2 separate regions of the Sus scrofa genome follow, and region 1 is linked to region 2. A link is a contact called in public HiChIP or PLAC-seq data. All regions are on one chromosome and are shown on one strand. The core of a region is the stretch at or near the end of the contact, and the rest is flanking DNA. Distances in the headings are between cores, read along the strand shown. Region 1 overlaps TEC (tyrosine-protein kinase Tec). Region 2 holds the start of TEC (tyrosine-protein kinase Tec).

Region 1 (2,700 bases), core at 28-2,527, 120 kb after region 2:
AGTTCCCCTTTTTGTATTAAACACTGGCCCCTCAACCTGCTCATACCCCGGGCAGTTTCTTTCCCTGCAGTAACTGTGTGTCTGCATGACTTCCCTCCCAGGAAACTGACACACCCGAAGCTGGTACAACTTTATGGTGTATGCACCCAGCAGCGACCCATTTACATCGTGACCGAGTTCATGGAAAGGGGCTGCCTTCTGAATTTCCTCCGACAGAGACAAGGCCATTTTAGTAGAGATGTGTTGCTGAGCATGTGTCAAGATGTGTGTGAGGGGATGGAGTACCTGGAGAGAAACAGCTTCATCCACAGGGACCTGGTAATCGCACGCCACCTGCATTCCCATTCACTAGCCCGATTCCTTTGTAATCCGGGTCATCAGCAAATGAGCCATGATGTGTTCATACCCAGTTTTTGTTCTCAACAACATTTCACCATTATTTATTTATTTATTCTTGTCTTTCTAGAGCCACACCCGTGGCACATGGAGGTTCCCAGGCTAAGGGTCACGTGGAGCTACAGCTGCCGACTTACACCAGAGCCAAAGCAATGCCAGATCCGAGCCGTGTCTGCGACCTACACCACAGCTCACAGCATCGCTGGATCCTTAACCCACTGAGCAAGGCCAGGGATCGAACCTGCAACCTCATGGTTCCTAATCGGATTCGTTTCCACTGAGCCATGACGGGAACTCCACCATTATTTTTAAACGTGGCAAATTTAACTTGTCCCTTGGAGTTCCTGCTGTGGCTCAGCAGGTTAAGAACCTGACTAGTATCCATGAGGATGTGGGTTCAATCCCTGGCCTCACTCAGTGGAATAAAGATCTGGCATTGCTGCAAGTTGTGGTGTAGGTCATAGATGCACCTTGGAGCTGGCATTGCTGTATCTGTGGCATAGGCAGGTAGCTGCAGCTCTGATTTGACCCCTAGCCTGGGAACTTCCATATGCTGCAGGTATGGCCCTAAAAAGACAAAAAGGCAAAAAGAAAAAAAAAATTATTTAAAAAATAAATTTATTTAGAAAAAAAATTAACTTGCCCCAGAATTTTAACAGAACGATCTTTATTGAATCTAATGCCTATAATATATAATTACATAGGCACCCACATCAATAATGCATACTTATATAGGTAATAGTTACACCGGTAAGTCACCATACACGAATATTTGACCTTTATCAGAATGCCATGAGATAGCGAGTCATAACAGATTTTCTGACCACCATAGCCTTAATAGAGAAGAAAATTGCATCAGAAAGTAAAATGACTTGCATGTGGTGTCAAATGGGGAAGTGATTCATCCTTTGACCCAACCTCTTTTCCATTTCACACGCTATAAGCAGACACTATAAGGGAAATCCTCTGTTTCCTATTCTTTAAGTCTCAAATCACTGGGAAGAGATGGAGGCTCATGTTAACTCTGGAAAATACCAGAAAAAGCAATCCTCTATTACCTGTTTTAAATTATTGTCATGGAGGCACTTCTTAATTTTTCCTCTCTCTTAACTCTGTCTCCCTTTCTCCTCCATTCTTTTTTTCTTCTCTGAGCTTCCCAAATGTGTCTGTTTTCAGTACGTTCCTAGACCATCAGTCCTGTGTAAGGATACCACGGACTATCATTAATTATAATTATCATGCCATGCCTTAGATCCTTAGAACTTGTGCTGTAACTGAAAGTTTGTACCCTTTGACCACATCTCTCCATTGCCTATCCCCCAGCCCCTGGCAACCACCAGTATACCAGTATACTCGCTCTTTCTATAACTTCTATGTTTTTTCTCCTTAGAGTCCATATATAAGTGATACCATACAGTATTTGTCTTTCTCTGTCTGGCTTATTTCACTTAGCATAATGTTCATCCATGCTGTTGCAACTGATAGGATTTTTTTTTTTTTTTTTTTTGGTCTTTTTGCCCTTTCTAGGGCAGCTCCTGCGGCATATGGAGGTTCCCAGGCTTGGAGTCTAATCGGAGCTGTAGCTTCCGGTCTACGCCAGAGCCACAGCAACGCAGGATCCGAGCCGCATCTGCAACCCACACCACAGCTCATGGCAACATCGGATCCTTAACCCATTGAGCAAGGCCAGGGATCGAACCCGCAACCTCATGGTTCCTAGTCGGATTCGTTAATCCATGGGAACTCCAGGATTTTCTTTTTATTATGTTGAGTAATAATCTATGGTTTATATACACCACATGGGCTTTATTCGTTCACGCATCGATGGACACTTACGTTGTTTCTATATCTTGACTGTTGTGAATAATGCTGCTATGAATATGGAAGTGCAGATATTTTTTAAGATACTGATTTTGTTTCCTTCCCAAATATATACTCAGAAGTGGGACGGCCGGATCATATGATAGTTCTGTTTTTAATTTCTTGGGGAACCTCCAAACTCTTTCCCAGAGTAGCTATACTAATTTACATTTCCACCAACAGTATACAAGAGTTCCTTTTTCTCTACCTTTGCTTTCTTGACGACGTTTGTCGTTTGTCGTCTTGTGTTTTTTTGTTGGTAGCCATTCTAACAGGTGTGAGGTTTTGTGGCTCATTGTGGTTTTGATTTGCATTTCCCTGATGATTAGTGATGTTGAGCCCCTCTTCAAGTATCTGTTGGCTATTTGTATGTCTTCCTTGATACAATGTGTATTCAGATCCTCTGCTCATTTTTCAGTCGGCTTATTTGCTTTTGTGCTGTTG
Region 2 (2,866 bases), core at 155-2,654:
TCCCCTCTACACACACACACAATTTTTTGCACCTTTGGAAAAAAGTTCCTAACCTCTGTTCCCTCAAAGAACACCTGCCCTGAGGGAAATTATATCAACTAGTCAACAGAAGGCAGAAGAGACTGGGGCAGGGAGGAAAGAAGATCACAAAAGGGACATTTTACAGGATTTATTCTGATAGGTCATCATACTTGAGGCCCTCACCTCAGTGGAAGAGGATTTTGGAATCAAAAAGCCTTGGTTCAAACCTGTGCCCTCTTCCCACCCCTCCCCTACCCCCTAATCCTTTCTCTAATGCATTGTATGACTTTAGGCAAATCATTATTCATTAGATTTTTTTTTCCCCCTCTGGAAAATGGAATCTTATCAGACCTCTTCTAAGGGTTACTGAATGATCAAACGAGAGATAACATAGGAAGACATGATTCTAGGTCTCCAGTAAGCACAAGGCACAATGATGCTTAATGTATGTGCCTTTCCCTTTGCTTCATCTTCAGGCTTTCGGCTTGCCCTACCATTTAGCTCTCAGCTACAGTGTCACCTCCTCTGAGCCATCTCTCCTTCCTCATCACTCTCAATTCTATCACCCTGCTTTAAATTAGTCAGGATGCTTCTCAGGTGTGCAATGGCTTCACTTTTACCTGCTTATTGATGACTGATTGACTACCCCCCCACCACTAGTCTAAAAGCTCGTCCAAGGCAGGAGTTCCCATTGCAACTCAGTGGGTTAAGAATCTGACTAGTATCCATGAGGATGTGGGTTCCATGCCTAGCCTCACTCGGTGGGTTAAAGATCCAGCATTGCCACCAGCTGGGATGTAGGTCACAGATGCGGTTTAGATCTGGTGTTGCTGTGGCTTAGGCTGGCAGCTACAGCTCCTATTTGAGCCCTAGCCTGGGAACTCCCATATGCCACAGGGCCGAGACCTCGTCTTGTATTATTGCGGGCTTCTAACAGCTCATGGGACAGATGGACACTCAAATTTTGGTGAGTCAGGAGAGCAGTGGTTCAGAGCCTGGAATCAGGAGGAGGGCTTCTGGGATGTGAATCCCAGCTTTTCAATTTACTGGTTAGCTGACATTAGGCAGGTTAACTCTCTGTGCCTCATTTTCAGCCTATGTATAATGGGCGATTCTGATAAAACATAAATTTATTAGACATGTTAATGCGGGTAATACATTTAGAAGAGTGCCTGGCACAAAGTTAAGTCTTATATAAGGGCAGTTGTTATCCTTCAGTGAGTGAATAAAGTGTAACTACAATAGTGAGGCCACGTGACCCTGTAAGTGTTTCAGATACGCTCTGCTGCTTCAGGTTTGACAGTAAAAAGACTTATTCTTTTAGTAAAACTTGTTGCTTCGCTCCACCGCACCGCATCACCCACCTGGCTTGCCACGAGTTAGCTGAAGGGGAGGTGCGGTACCTAATTCCGACAGAGCCCCGGGTCACCCACAGGTGGCACTGCGCGGGGTTCTCCCGGCCTGGGGGTGTCCTCATCCTCGCACCGCGGTTCTGGGGTTGGGGGAGGAGGCCCAGCGCGCCGTCCGAAACACCAGGGAAGTTTCTTCGACTCTCCCCATACTCCAGTTGGGTCGCGGGAGCCCTGGCGCGTATCCGACCCACTCTGGCCATTTGTTTCAGACCCGCAGTAGGGCGGTGGGAACAGGTCGCCGCCGGTCTCGGTGAGCGGGGGCGGGGCGGTAGAGAGGCGGGGCGGGGAGCGCAGGGGCGGGGCCGGAGGGCAGGGGCGTGGCTGGATATCAGGGGCGGGGTCGGAGAGCAGGGGCGGGGGGGACTCGGGACTCCGTGGCGCTGGCAGACCTCACGTCTCCCGGGCTCGGCGCAGCCGGCGCACTCCAGCCAGGTAAGGGCGCCGAGGACCGACGAGGGCGGCCCGGGGACTGGGCGACTCTGGGCGGGGAAGGGTGGGGACGGAGATGCACGCGCCAAGAGGAGTCTTCTACAAACCCAGAGACGTGGAACTAAAAACGATTTTCTCTCTTCTGTGCCGCTGTGAGTGGGGACGTGCCGCGGCAGGTGAGGACCCCTGCTCCTGCGGTCCAGGAAGGGACAGGTGCACGTCCCAGCGTAGCCGCGCCTTCCGGCGGCCGCCGCCTCTCCGCCTCTCGGGCTCGGGCACTGGCCTCTACCGAGGAACACCCGCCCCTTTCCCCTTGGGTCTCTGGACCAAGGCCGCCCCTCGGCAAATTCGGCATTGGGTTCGCTTCTCAGCTGCGCCGCGGGGTTGATTCCTTCTCTCAGCTTGATTGAATCCGCCGAGGCTTGGCAGAATCCACCGAGACTTTCCAGAGTTGCACGTATCCTAAGTGCCTCACATTACTAGCCTTACGTTTTTCATCTGGGAAATTGTGTTTGAACCTTGAAAAAAGGGGTCTGGTGAATAAATATATTGGAAAAGCTAGGGCCTTGACTCGGTGTGTGTGGGGGGGGCGGCGGCAGCGTGAGCTTTCCCTCGGATCCTAAATTTCCTTTTGGTTTGATTTTTTTGTTTGTTTCGTTTTCATGGAAGAATAACACGTTGCTGTGTATCAGGTTCAGAAACAGCCTCATCTATTGCCATTCTTTGGAGACTGGAATATTTGATTAGAAGCTTGGGTCTCAATGTTAAGTCGGAACAACAGGATGACTGGTGGCTAAGTGGGTTTGAAGCTGGTCCAAAATAGTTAAGTGTTTTCAGCATATACCCTGTGTTTTTCCAGAGAGTGCCCATTTTTCCTGTTAGGAAATTCTGAGAATTTATTCTCTTCTAGATGATTCTCCCCTAAAGAGCTGGATAGGAAAAAACAGCCCCAACCAAACAGTAGGTTTCCCAGATAAGTTTAGGATTTAGCAGGTTAGTGTGTG

Evidence for each region. HiChIP or PLAC-seq counts read pairs in DNA pulled down with a chosen protein or histone mark.
Region 1: an H3K27ac HiChIP or PLAC-seq map of alveolar macrophages shows a contact between it and region 2. The contact joins the enhancer-like site here to the promoter of TEC in region 2. A contact is called at or near these places in 8 of 47 Hi-C or Micro-C datasets (alveolar macrophages, blood, embryonic fibroblasts and 3 more) and 1 of 2 datasets of contacts at active chromatin or transcription factors (alveolar macrophages).

What each region holds. Positions count from the first base shown.
Region 1 is chr8:38,056,943-38,059,642 of Sscrofa11.1, reverse strand. It overlaps TEC (tyrosine-protein kinase Tec), which reads left to right. Exons shown (of 18, transcript XM_013978657.2): 14 at 102-318. Among named protein-coding and RNA genes, the nearest start is that of TXK, 10 kb to the right of the region's middle. Within about 2 kb of position 1,277, at least 8 of the 83 cell types and tissues checked have an H3K27ac peak or open chromatin away from gene starts, as enhancers often do. A contact at or near this core is called in alveolar macrophages and embryonic fibroblasts, where this site is marked.
Region 2 is chr8:38,180,797-38,183,662 of Sscrofa11.1, reverse strand. TEC (tyrosine-protein kinase Tec) reads left to right here and starts at 1,404. Exons shown (of 18, transcript XM_013978657.2): 1 at 1,404-1,683.